Regions from separate parts of the Callithrix jacchus genome. Here region 1 is linked to region 2. Evidence: chromatin contacts called from public Hi-C data. All regions are on one chromosome and are shown on one strand. Each heading gives the region's core, a stretch centred on a gene start, on an enhancer-like site or on the middle of the called end of the contact. The rest is flanking DNA. Distances are from core to core; before and after follow the strand shown. Region 1 has its middle 32 kb from the start of TRIL. Region 2 overlaps CHN2 (chimerin 2).

The links. A called contact is a pair of places that touch in the nucleus more often than the background predicts.
Region 1: a contact with region 2 is called in a Hi-C map of induced pluripotent stem cells, with 5 times the contacts expected there. The contact joins two enhancer-like sites. A contact is called at or near these places in 2 of 3 Hi-C or Micro-C datasets (induced pluripotent stem cells and skeletal muscle).

The regions. Positions count from the first base shown.
Region 1 is chr11:29,180,788-29,188,055 of calJac240_pri, reverse strand. No RefSeq gene overlaps it. Among named protein-coding and RNA genes, the nearest start is that of TRIL, 32 kb to the right of the region's middle. Within about 2 kb of position 4,680, at least 4 of the 16 cell types and tissues checked have an H3K27ac peak or open chromatin away from gene starts, as enhancers often do.
Region 2 is chr11:28,686,286-28,693,303 of calJac240_pri, reverse strand. The region is part of intron 6 of CHN2 (chimerin 2); the gene reads left to right. Among named protein-coding and RNA genes, the nearest start is that of PRR15, 180 kb to the right of the region's middle. Within about 2 kb of position 1,448, at least 2 of the 16 cell types and tissues checked have an H3K27ac peak or open chromatin away from gene starts, as enhancers often do.

The DNA of each region.
Region 1 (7,268 bases), core at 3,431-5,930, 490 kb before region 2:
CTTTCCTGTCACCCAAAGATTGCGAAATCTTCTGCAGCACAAAAGAGTATTTTGTGTCTTAACACCTTTCTGATGTTTGTCAGGAAGTGTAAATTCCAATAGGCACGTTACCCAAGCCATCTTGGAACTCTGGATTTCAGTTCATCCCACACCACGCCCAGGCAGATATGGTGAATTCTAAGGTTTCCATTTGTTCTCAGTTACCAGAGTAAGCTGGCGCCCAAAGCACTGATCAGGAAGAAGGCCCGTCTTCCACCGCCGTGACAGAATCCCCAAGAAGCCTGTCTTCCATCCCAGACATGGAAGATGATTTATTATCTGTACCTTTCAGCTGTGGAGCTGAAATCTGCATTCTGTACCTAGTCCTACACGATAGGGAAATGGCACAAAAACACACACCCTCCACTCATTTCTTATTCATAGAGCAGCCAATGTATAATGTGATTACATACATGATGGATTGGATCCGACAGATAGTATAAAAGGCAAGCCGGGCAACGTTAACTAGGGAATGGATTTTTCAATGATCTTCAATGTCTCTGGTAGTCAAGAGTGAAGGGAGGGTGGGGGATGGATGAGACAAATGCAGACACACACATAACTTTCTGTATCAAACTTTAAAATACATTTCACTCTCAGACAAAGGCTCATTGCGTGTTTGTCCTATGCCAGGTGCTTTGCTGTGTGTTTTATATACCCAACTTTTGGGGGGGGCAGGGTGACAGGTTCTTGCTGTCACCCAGGCTGGAGTGCAGTGGCATGGTTTTGGCTCACTGCAACCTCTGCCTCCCAGGTTCACACAATCCTCCCATGTCACTTTCTCTAGTAGCTGGGAATTTGGGCTAATTTTTGTGGGGTTTTTTGTTTGTTTGTTTTGTAGAGACAGGGTCTCACCATGTTGCCCAAGCTGGTCTTGAAATCCCAGACTGGCCCCACAAAGTGCTGGGATTACAGGAACGAGCCCCCGCACCCAGCCCCTGATCTCTTTTAATTATCCTTGTTCTACAGATATAGTAAAAAAGAGGTTTCAAGACCTCAAGTTCACTCACTGGGAAAGTACTGAGCAGGACCTGAATCCAGACCTCGTCTTGCACACCCAAGCTGTGTTCCTCATCCACGAGCCTCCCTGCTTGCTTCCAGGATCCTGGCGCTATCAATGCAGACTGTTAGCAGCTGCTGACCACTCCAAATAGGTGGCACCTGAGACCAGGCGCAAAATCTTGAGAAGCAGGTGAAGCTGAAGCCCGAGGCCCTTCTTCATCACAGGCCTCCGTGTGTTCTGGGGGGAGTCACTGAGTCTTCCAGGAGAAGAGAGGAAGCTGGCTTGCAATCAGAAAGCATTTCTAATCGGGCATTTTTGGTAAATTACCTAAGGAAATCTTCAGGAGAAAAAGGATCTAAACCTCCTCGTCACCAATAATTTTTGGTGATACCATTTTTCATCCTAAAGAAATGTTCACTTTCCTGCCTGATTTTGTATTTGTAATTTTATATTCTTTTTTTAAGAAATTATATAAGCCTCGGGCTTCACAAAATTGAGATCTCCCCAGCCTGTGCCTTTTTTCAGCTGTTAGACATTTTGCCTTTCATCCCCTTAAAGGCTAAACAATTTATTGTGAATCTTGAAGCCATCACTGCAGGCATAGTCCTGAAATACAGTTTTCTTGCGAAAGGAGAGGGAGGGGAGGAAGAAGGGCAGAAGGGCACAAGATTTTATATGTAGAGTTAGTCATTAATTTAATGTAAAGATGGAAAGTCACCACTGTTACTAGCACCTCTTTAAAAAAAACAAAAAAACCCCACCGGGTGTGGTGGCTCACATTTGTAATCCCAGAACTTTGGGAGGCCGAGGCGGACAGATCACTGAGGTTGGGAGTTCAAGACCAGCCTTACCAACATGGAGAAACTCCATCTCTACTCAAAATACAAAAAAAAGTTCACTGGGTGTGGTGGCACATCTGTAATTACAGCTACTCAGGAGGCTGAGGCAGGAGAATTGCTTGAACCTGAGAGACGGAGGTTGCAGTGAATCGAGATTGCACCATTGCACTCCAGTCTGGGCAAGAGCAAACCTCTGTCTCAAAAATAAATTAATTAATTAATAATAAAATTAAATAAGCACCCGTCCACATAGACTGGATCTCATCTTCTCTCATGACAGTTCTAATTTCCTAAGGATGGCTTCAATGGACCATCCAGTAATATGATAAAAGGTTCACATTAGCCATGGACATGCTGTGGCTAAAGACAGGACCTAGACTTTGTTCCTGGGATTTTGTGGCATATTGTTAACACAAATCATCTGATTATATTCGCCAGCAGGGATCACTCATGTATCCTTTCGCCTTCATCCTGCTCCTCCAGTTAGAGGGTTTTTGAAGATTCTTAATTTAACCACTTGTTAGGGAAGGTTTCCACAGCCTCTTTACCCCTTTGTCACGCAGAAGTTCCCCCAGATTAACTTGGCTGCTTACAACTACAGAGCTATGAATGGGATGTGAGTCCTCTGGGGGAAGGCCCGAGCCCTCTGAGTGGACAGCTTGGCGCCACACCAACTTCCTGGACCCACACTATCAGGGGGCCCACTTATACTGAGCAGGCTGGCAAGTCCCCTGATGGGAGCCTTGTTTCACGCCCTCCATAGACGTCATCTTTGCTTTCAGGTAGCATTTATCACCCGAGGATTAGGGGCCAGGCCCATGTCATTCTGTGGTCTCAGGGCCAGAGCACGTCAAGTGACAAAGTAAAAGGGGCTTAATAATCTTCAGAAATATAAACAAATATTCACACTGGAGATGTCTGTTTTTTCCATTTCTTTTTAGAAAATATTTATTTTTTATTTATTGAAGAGACAGAGTCTCATTATGTTGCCCAGGCTGGTTTTGAACTCCTGGACTCAAGTGATCCCCCCAGCTTGGCCTCCCAAAGTGTTGGGATTCCAGGAGTGAGCCACTGCACCCAGCCCCTGATCTCTTTTAATTATCCTTGTTCTACAGGATCATTGAAGGTATCTGTAATTGTAATTTTATATTCTTGACTCCAGACCTTGTCTTGCACATCCAAGCTGCTCTCCTAATCCATGAGCCGCCCTGCTTGCTTCCAGAATCCTGGCACTATGATGGCCAGGACCTACCGTAATGGATACAGACTGTTATCAGCTGCTGACCACTCTAAATAGATGGCGCCTGAGGCCGGATGCAAAATTCTGAGAAGCAAGTGAAGCTGAAACCTGAGGCCCTTCCTCATCACAGGCCTCTGTGAGTTCTGGAAGGAGAACTTTATGGTTCTAAAGCACAGGCTGATGTTTAAGCATTCACAGGGAAGGAAAAGAAAAAAGAAGGAGAAAGGTTTTTAAACGTTGGGGCAGGGGAAAGGGGGAAGTGGAACTTCATCTGCTGGGTGTTCACATAGAGCAGAAGTAAAGAAGTGTGTGTTTATCTTACGAAACCTGTAATCTTGAGGAAACCCAGCTGTTGCTGACCCAAAGGACTTCTGCAAATGGACTCTTCACAATATCTGACCCTCCAGGCTCTTGGTTGTATGTTGTCCTGCACTGATATGGCCTAAAATCAAAACTGCTTTCATAGTTAGGAACTAATTTAATAGCTCTAGTCTAGAATTAAACTTTTTGGTCATTCATTCATTTTGATTAATTGCTAAAAGTGTTGGCGCCTATACCCCTAAATACAATTTTATTTTCTGGAACCAGGAAACTTATTTTACAAAAAAAATCTGTATCATAAATTCACCATCCAGGCTTGAGTGGTTTGACGTGTGGCTGCTGTATCTTGAGACAGTTAAACATATAATTCATGTGCCTATACCCCTAAATACAATTTTATTTTCTGGAAACAGAAAACTTATTTTACAAAAAAAGTCAACTCTACCATAAATTCACCATCCAGGCTTAAATGGTTTGACGTTTAGGTGCTGTATCTTGAGACAGTTAAACACATAATTGAAGCCCACGTCTAGATGTAGAGGTACTCTTAAAATTTTCCTCCTTGAAGATGACGCTTAACTCCAGAGAGTAGCTTTCTTTGTCCTCAAAGGCTTTACAGGGTTACTAATTACACAATGTCACCTATCGACAGAAGAAAGCCATTATGACAGTCTCTAGCTGTCTGAAATTTAAGTAGGTTTATCAAAGCTCTTAAGATGACATACACATGCATTTGTAGGACGGTTCCTGTCCCACTGGGGTTGACTAAATGGTCTGGGGATGGGCGAGGAGAATAAAGAAAGGGGGCACTTGCAAAGTAGCTGGCTTGACTTTGGAGGAAAAAAATTCCGGGGAAGTTTTTGAGGTCCGGCTGAGAACCGAGAGCGACAACAAAGCATCTCTATTTTTTTTTTTTTTTTTTTTTTCAGCGCATCATGTCCATTTTTCATGTAGCAACTTCCTTCGGGGCATTCGGAAAACGCCCCGTGTCGGATATTTCTAGCCACAGGATGTTCTTTCTGTTTAAAATGGAAGTAGCTTCGAATTCTCTCTGCAAAGGAGAGGTCCGGTATCCCGGCGGGAGGAGCAAAGGGTCACTGGGTGGTGGAACGCGGAGGCGAGGGCTCGCAGGGAGAAGGGTGGGGCGTGGGAAGGAAAACGCGCGGCGCGGAGCAGAAACCTGCCGCTCGCACTCGGCGAAGCCAGAAGTTACCAGGCTCCGGGAACCGCGCCCACTTCCCCCAGCCAGTTCCCTCCTGGGCTTCATTCTTCAAAAGCGATTTGTTTTAGTGCCTCTCTTCCGTGTGCTACAAAGAGAAGTGACCGCTAGAGGGCAATATGGTGCAAAATAAGAATTTGTTCATGCATGAGAAGAGCAGAAATGTCAAGCCAATAGATGAAATGAAATACAGGTATTGTGAAGAAATGTGATGAGTAGGTTTTCCAAACCACCTTCTGCATAACCATTCAACCCCTCAAATATACACACTTAACTGAATGGCCAAGTATCTGCACTACAGAAGCTAACCCATCATTTTTTTTTTCTCTTAGTTTCTGAGAGTTAGAAGGAATTTTAGGGAATATTGAACTCCTCGACATCAGAACAGGCTAGTTTCTGGAAGCGTTCACCGCTCATAAGCCCAGAGTATAAGATCAAAGTAGTGGTTCTCAACCAGGAGGTGAGCGTGCCTTCCAAGGAACATTTGGCCTTGTTGGGGGAGATTTGTGGTTGGTTGTCACGGCTGGGGGGATAGGGTGGACATAGATACTAGCACCTAGTGGGCGGAGGCCAGGGATGCCATTCAACATCCCACAATGAACAGGACAGCCTCCAATAACAAAGAATCATCCACCCAGATGTTCATAGTGCCAGGACTGTGGAACCCTGGTCAAACATGGGTGAGGAGCTTGTAGATACATTTCCATCAAGTGAGGGTGTGGTTTAGTCCTTCGGTGCTTTAGCTCTTCTCAGCGTTGACAGGCATCTCCTATGCACTGTGCATGTTTCCCCTAAGCAGACCTGCTCCTTCTGATTGAAGTGTGTTGGGGCAGGTAAGCTGGTCCTTCAGATTCCTACAGCACAGAGACTTAATTACTGCAAGGCAGCTGCGTACCAGGACTTTGACTCACAGAGCCTTCTGATGTGGATTCCCCAGCCCACCCTTATGTGAGTCTCTAGGGACTTTAATAGGGACCTGCTTCCTCCACTTACTAGCTGTGTGATCTCAAACAAGTCTTTCAGCCTCCTCTGTAAAATGGCGATGATAATGGCACCTACCTCCTGGGGTCTTGTAAGGAGCAAATGAGCTCATATGTAGAAAGCCTGGTAGGCACATAAGGGTGTAGGCATTTTTCTTCTCTTTCTCCCATAGTAGGTGATTCATTCTTCGTTTCCCTTTTAAAGGATTTAGCCCAAAGGTATGTGCAGCATCTGTCCTTGTCTTATTACATTTAATTTTTTTAAATCTTCTTTTAATGTATTACTGCATACTTCATTTTCATCTTACTATGATTGAATTATTTTGTCCAGAGAGAGTGCAGACAAATTCTATACCCAGCCTGCCTGAGACTAAAAACCCTGCTCTGCCCCTCCGTAGACAGTTGATCCTGAGCAAGTTATGTAACCTCCTTGGACCTCAGTTGTCCCACCTCTAAAATCGGTGTAATAACAGTACTCATCATCGTACAGATTAAATTAATTAATATTATAAAAATACTTGGAAGAGTGCCTGGCTCATAGTACTACTAAATAAAATAGAAATAAATGAAAACGATGGTGATGAGATTAATTCTATTTCCCCCAACACGTAAAAATCCAATCTAAATTTAGCACCAAAGTAACAACTGATGGGTTGGCTGAGGCTAAACTTACAGTGGGAGGATTCCAAGGTCATTCATCTACGGGGAGGGGCTTGAGGGGAGAGGCTCCTTTGCATCTGAGAACATCCATAGTGCAGGGGCTCTGCATTTGGTCCAATCCTCTAATTTTACTAAGAAGGCAACTTGAGCACAGGGTCACTGGTGCACAGCAGGGAAATAGGAGCAGGACCTGCCGGTCAACACCACAGCTCACTCCTTTTGGCCGACATTTAGTTGCTTCAATCAATAACCACGGTATTGATCTGACACTGTTACTAACCTTCTCTGTGACTTGGAGTCCGGTTCCCCATAGCCTGCCGTGGCATTGTGCGGCTTATCATTTGCCCTCTGAGAATGTTTGAGGCCTCGAGGGACACTCAATTCAAAGCACCTGGAAAATACTAGCTGGTTTTTAATTCTTCTACCAGTGGACTGGACTTCACCTTGAAAGGAATATCACTAATACCACTGTAAGAAAAAATTAAAGGAAGTAATCTGAAACAGTGAACACTACACAATAGGATGTTACGAATTTTTTCTCGGAAAGTCTGCTGTCCTTCAAGGATCACTCCTCGAATACTCACCCCATTAGCACCAGTGTAGTTACCTAGATGTGTTTCTTACACTGTGTTGTAGGACAAGTTTATTCTTCTCCCCATTCTATGGAATCCTAAAGGCAGGATGGTCATTTTCAACTCTGTCCTCAGCAGTGCAGGCACAGTGCCAGGCACACAGTCAGTCTTCATAAATGTTTGCTACTGCTTTGGATGATGACACCGCAGTCACCACCACAGGAAGCAGATATCAAGTCATGGTTCCAGGCACAGTAGGGCAGCATTTTTCCAGAGCGTGGCATGTGGAACATTGCCAAGATGGTTTTAGGTGGAAAGAGAGTGATTTTAGACAGGACATGGACAAGGTACAAAACAACATTGAATCATATAATGAGAAAGGTATTCCTTACCCA
Region 2 (7,018 bases), core at 199-2,698:
AAATATGGTTTGTCATATTAAATTGCATCTGTATTTTACTGGGGGGAAATCATCCATGCCCTTGACATAATAAAAGCACATTTAAGAATATATTATATTATACCAGTTTATTCATTTCACTATTCATTGTAGCAGCAAAAATTAGAAAATGACCTTAACGTCCATAAATTTAAAACTATTTAAATGAATTATGGTATGTCCATATTGAGGACTATCACACAACCCCAGGAAAAGAATGAGAACCCTCCTATGGGCTGATAGGGAAGGGTCACCTGGAATCATTATGTGGAAGTGTCTGGCAGTGTGGTTTGTAGAATATGGTATTATTTGAGTAAACCAGAAGAAAAAAAATCTATTTTAAAATTTGAATTTTTATTTATTTATTTTTTTAAAGACAGGATCTCGCTTTATTGCCCAGGCTGGTCTCGAACTCGTGGGCTCAAGCAATGCTCCCATCTCAGCCTCCCAAGTAGCTGGGATTACAGGCATGATCCACTGCATCCTGCAAAAAGCTTTTGCGTGAATTTTTTTTCATGCAAAGTCATAAAACATCCCTTGAAGGATGCAAGAACCAGTACCACTGTGAGGAGGGGAGGTGGGTGTCTGAGGGGTACAGTGTGGAAAGGAGAATGTTCCCTGCTGCTCGTTCATGCTCTTAGAATTTTGAACCGAGATCGATGCAGTGACCTATTTAAAAATTTAAATAGGAGAAAATAATGCGCTGTGTCTTAAATTCACATACATTAAAGCAAACCCTGAATAAAAAAACATTCTCTGCATGGAGTGTTTAGTGCATGCGCGCACACACACACTCACACACACAGTAGTTCCAGCAGTCAGCACCCAGGCTGTTTCTTCCCAGGTCTGAACACACACACACACACACACACAGACACCCCCTCACACACACAGTAGTAGTTCCAGCAGTCAGCACCCAGGCTGTTTCTTCCCAGGTCTGAACACACACACACACACACACACACACACACCCTCACACACACAGTAGTAGTTCCAGCAGTCAGCACCCAGGCTATTTCTTCCCAGGTCTGAACACACACACACACACACACACACACACACACACTCTCACACCAGTTCCAACACTTTGCACCTAGACTGTTTCTTCCCAGCTCAACCCCATGCTGATAGGACACTTTCATTTCCCCATGGGGTCTTTAACAAAGAGTCTGTAGCAGAGTTTTACTGAAGGTTGCGGCTGGGAGAGGGTATGGTGGCACAGGGCACACATCACCAAATAGAGTGCAATCCATCTGCCCCTGGAAGTGGATTAGTTGCTGCTTCCTTCCTTCCTGGCATTGCCTTCCCTCTATGCACAGACCCCTCAGCTATGCCGCCCTCCGGGACCCTCCCCAGCTCTCCTCCCAGTAACCAACACACCACCACCATGCCTTTCTCAAACTGCTGCCAGGCCAACTCCCAAAGTCCTCTTGCTTTCTTAGGGCAGGCACTACAGCCCTCTTTGGTTTCTACTTTCTTCCTGTAAAACCAAGGGGAGTTACCTTTCCTGGACTGGTGGTCTTCCAGCCTCACCAGGCCGTCCTCCTTTACAGATGAACCGTTTCAGCAAAGAACAACCTCCCCCTCCTTTCCTAGCCACAATTCTTTTTTCTTTCTAAAATGTTTTCTTCCTTCCAGCTTCCCATCTTTATTTTCACAGTGGTTCTTTCATTGGTTATTTCACTGTTTCCACCATGCAATCCTCTGGCCTGGCCTGTATCTTTGCCTAGGAATAATATTACATTTCCCCACAATGTACTTGAACAGAGTCCGTGGCCAGGCCAGGGAGTGAATGTCCAGCCCTTGCTTACCGGCAGAGGTCTTTGTACAAGGTTAAGCCTATCCTGAGTGGTTGGTTCTCCCCAGTGCCAAGCTCGCATCTCACTGCTGGTGTCCCCGTGGCAACGTTTTGCTCATCAGAGTGTTATTGTTGTTGCTGTAATTCTGTAAAAGCTCCTGTTTGCTTTTTCTACAGGACAGAGTTCAGATTCCTCAGCAGGATATTTGCAGCCTGTCTAGGCCTGGACCCCTTGCGAAAGCAGAGCCTGAGACTGGGGTTTGGTATAGATGGGGAATTTGGGAAGGCTTCCCAGGGAGAGGAGTAGAGGCTGGGCAGGTGAATAGAGGAGGAGAGGCTGCTATAGGCGTGTGTGGAGCTGGTCCCCTTCTCAGGAGCTGGGTAGAACTGCTCCTAAGAGGAACTGAAGAGGAATTTTAATCCATCACCTCCTGTCCCCTCTTGGTTGAGAGGTGCCTGTGAGCTGTTAGGTTCCCCTCAGTTTGAGGCCATGCATGCTGGAGAGCTAGAGGGTGCCGTGGCCATCCCTGGCAGCCTGTGGAGTCTGGTGCAGTCATCCTTTTCTCCTATTGAATAGAACCCGCCAGCCTCAGCCTCCCCTCACAGCCACCCTGGCGTGCTGCACATCATCTTTATGAGAGTCCAGCACCCTGTGCCCAAGGTCATTCTTGAGATCATTGGTTCTCAAAGCACGGCCCTCAGGAACCAGCAGCATCAGCATCACCTGGGAGACTTCTTAGAAATGCACGTTCCTGGGAGCCACTGTGCAGGGGACTCTGGGGTGGCCCCCTGCCAATGTGTATTTTAAGCCTCAAACTGTTCCAATTCCCACTTGCATTTCAAAATTGATGGTTTCTGTCTCTCTCTTCCCCTAGAGGTGGATCAGTGGGAGGCAGAGGCTACTCCTCGGCCTACTTCCTAATTCTAAAGCCCCACACATCACTCGGTGAGGCAAGCACTGGTTGAATGAACAGTGGGTGGGTAACTTTTAAAATGTAACACATTGCCCCAAATCCACCCTAAGGAACAGTGTATCTCAATTTCATGAAGAGGGTGCCTCAGCATCTCCCACACCTTCTCCCAGCATGGGCTCCTTCCTTCAGTGGGCTAAGATCTGGCCACCAACTCCTAGCATCAGGAGCAGCAGGAGTCTGGAGGAGCAGGGGAGTCCTGGAGACCATCTCATGCAACCCTTCTGTTTTGCAGGACAGGAAACTGAGGCAGCTGACTCAATAGCATAGAAATATTTCAGTGACACCAAGAAGGCTTGGATAGAAAAGGATCCTTTTTAGCAGGTATCTTAGAGTTAAGATTGTTGAAGACTTTTTATGGGTTGGAATCCGCAAATGTGCCACTGTGGAGGGGGTCTTGGTTCTGGGGTGGAGAGGCTTGGTGACTTCATTCAGGACAGTAGATTCAAACATGGTATTGCTCATTGCCCTTCGCCAAGCAGAGGTGTGCATTCATTTGCCAAAGAAAGAGCCTGAATTAATGCAGAAAGCATTGTGGAGCTGGAAAAGATCGCTTGCATTATGGAGTCTAAAGAACCTGTAGATTTTCTCTGCAGGAGGTTCCTTGGAAATAACATGTAACTGACATATCCAGTCTTTTCTGGGGATTCAAGGGTAAGTGAAGATGAGCATAACGTAGCTATTGTAGTAGGTGACAGGTACCATGATGACGCTGATTGGCCATCTTCCTGCCCTTGCACGCACAGTCATAAAATGCGGTGGGATAGGACGCAGTGAGAATGGATTGAACTTAGCTTACATCCCTCATGAAACCAGTTTTTGCCTAGCATTGTTTTCAATCAGAATTCCCTGACGATGTGGGATTTATCACTCAGTCTGAGCAATTGCTGATTTGGCTGGCTTGGTGGTTCTCAAACTGGCTACAGGTGGGACTCACTCTGGGAACTTTTTAAAAATGCCCATGGCTGGATGCATAGTCTCAGCCTGTAGTCCCAGCACTTTGGGTGGCCAAGGCTGGTAGATCACTTGAGGTTAGGAGTTCAAGACAAGCCTGGCCAACATGATGAAACACCATCTCTACTAAAATTACAAAAGAAAAAGAAAATTAGCCAAGTACAGTAGCACATACCTGTAATCCCCGCTATTTGGGAGGCTGAAGCAGGAGAATCATCCAAACTCAGAAGGTGGAGGTTGTAGTGAGCCCAGATCACACCACTGGACTCCAGCCTGGATGACAGATGAGACTCCATCTCAAAAAAATAAAATTTAAAAAATATATTTTAAATGCCCATGTTCGGCCCCACTTGGCTATGGAATCAAAGTCTTCACTGATCAAATTCACCTGCCTTTCTCCCCAGGTGACTGTCAAGCACAGCCAGGGGTTGAGAACCTGGGTTAGATGGAAGGGGGAGACAGGAGAATAAAGGTGACGAGACATTTGGGGAACATTTTCTTTTAAGGACACCTGTCCCACTTCTTCCCATGCCTCTTATATTCCTGAGGCTCTTTTGTGTCCTGAACTAGACCCTAGACTTCTTCCTCTCCTTCTATATAACACACGAAAAGACCTCTGGGAAAACATTCTTCACACAGCTAAACAATGGTGGTTACAGTTACTTGTGGGGTTCAGGGTTTGGCTTTGCTCCCTTCTCATGGCTTCTTTCCCCAGATTATAGCCTGAAATATAAATGATGGGAAACAATTAACTGAAGTGGTATTAAACAATTTAATGAAGGAGCAAGGAAAAGTTAGTCCCTTTCTTAGGGGTCAGCTAGTGGTTACTTTGGTTGGGTATCTTATCAGATAGCATCACTTTTTACCAGTTCCTCAATATCAGTGTCTTCAAAGAGGAACAGAAGAGGAAAGTCATCCTAATACATTGAGCGTTTGGAGGTATATGATGGGCAAACGCCAAACCCTCTTTACTTGTCCCGGTCCAAAATCTCTCTAGGAAACAGCGAATTTAGATTCACAGCCCCTGAGAAAGTATTTTCTATGCAAATAGTGCCATCTTGTGGTTATAAGAGAGTTACATGCTGATGACACAAAAGACCAAACCTAACAGATGTGAAAGTGATGTCCAAGAACAAATTTTTCAGCAATGAACCCATTGAGTCATCCCTCTTTCCTCAAGTTTTATAGCACAGATCAGGCGGCACAATGGCTTGGGGTGTCCGTTCTGTGGCCTGTGCTCCTCTGCGCAAGCACATGGGCAGTTCTGTGGGCCTAGGACTTGCAAAAATCATCCCAGGAATCTAATTCTAGTCGTGAAGTGCCCAAAATTCTTGGCCTCAGGACCCCTCTATATCCTTTAAAGTCACTGCGGATCCCAAAGAGCTTCTGTTTATGTGGGTTCATTCTTGATATTTACTGTATTAGAAAGTAAAACAGGCCAGGTGTAGTGGCTCAGACCTGTAATCCTAGCACTTTGGGAGGCCGAGGCTGGCAGATCGCCGGAGGTCAGGAGTTTGAGACCAACCTGACCGACATGGTAAAACTCTGTGTCTACTAAAAATACAAAATTAGCCAGGTGTGGTGGCGCATGCCTGTAATCCCAGCTGCTCGGGAGGCCGAGGCAAGAGAATCACTTGAACCCAGGAGATGGAGGTTGCAGTGAACCGATATTGCATCATTGCACTCACTCCAGCCTGGGCAAAAGAAAAAAAAAAAACAAAATTCAAAAATATTTATTAATTCTTTCAACATAAAAGTAATAAACCCATTATGTGTTAGTATGAATAACATATTTTTGTGAAAAATAGCAGTTTTCCAAATAAAAAAAACGATGAGAATATTGGCATTGTTTTTACATTTTGTAAATCTCTTTAGTGTCTGACTTAAAAGAAGACAGCTGGCGTCTCACATCTGTATTCAACCTGGGATATAGTGTTTTGTTCGACGTATAGGAAGCAGCTCTGGCCTCACACTGATGTGTAATTGGAAAAAAGGAATGTTCTTAATGCCTTTTCAGGTGAATGTGGGTTTTAAATATATACTAGACCACAGTGTAACAAGTGGTGGTTTCTTAAAGATTAGTTGCAATGTTGTTCTCTGAAGGCAATCACTGTAATAAAATCAGTTTTGACATTATGGATTCTCTGAAGAGACCTTGGGGTCCCACAAACATTGGTGGACCACACTTTGATGAAGAGCCAAGCTTTTCAAGATGTTTATATTTTCACAGCTCTGGAGAGGTGTTTAAGGAATTTTCCCACCACTTTTATCACTTTTGACTGCAGGAGGTAAATGGTGCTGTCACCTGGGACTGCTGTCCACCTAGGGGGACTGTGCAGGCCACAAGGAGGTGTTCTTCTGGATCTGACCCACCCAGCATCCACCCTGAGCTTGACCTCTGAGCTCTTCCCAGCGGCTCTCATTAGGCGGCTGGGGGGACAACAGGCTGAGTCTATATGAGCTTTCATTTTAGGGATCTCTCTGGGGTTGTTGAATTTTTTGAATTTTATTGAGGCTTTTTAATCATGGGACTTTTACATAATTTATTCTGGGAGATGATTCTTACAATGTTTAAGTCAGGGTAGTCTCTTATTTATATTTTAGCTTGGCTTAATTGTAGGAACAGTGGTGGTAGATTTAGGATGATTACTTTTATTTTTGAGGTGAAACTGATGCGCTGTTTTTGTCCTTTCAGTAATTATATGGTGGATTTGGGCTGTGAATGAAATGTTAATGTCTGTATATTAGTCTAGGTGGGATGATATGCTAAAATGATGAACGACAATAACTTGGGTATGTATTTAGAAACACAGACTTTCTCTTGATTGAAGCCTTTTTTAATTAAATAGGTTCGAAGTGGGAAATGGAGAGTGTATTTACATTACATCTGTGGGCCATCTATCGGCGCTTCGTTTTTAATTAGTAAATGGTGAAGTAGAAACACTTGTTTGAGGAGCCTTAGCCCCTGGGCTAAATTGGGTATTTTGTTGAGTATGGGATGGTGAGATTATACTTGACATTTTCTATGTGGTTTTTTTTTGTTTGTTTTATTTGACTAGGGGAGTTTGTCTCTTTTGCATTTTTGTATTTGAAGAAACTGGAGGGAGGAGTTGATGAAACAGTTGAAGAAGAGAGTTAGTAAGAAGAGACAAAGTTGAAAGTAGTGAGACAGTAAAAGTTGAACTTTCCATTTATAAATTTGAGAAGTTTTAAAAGAATGACTGCCACATATAATGCTCTAGTTATTTAAAATATTATCCAAAACTTTAAAAACACA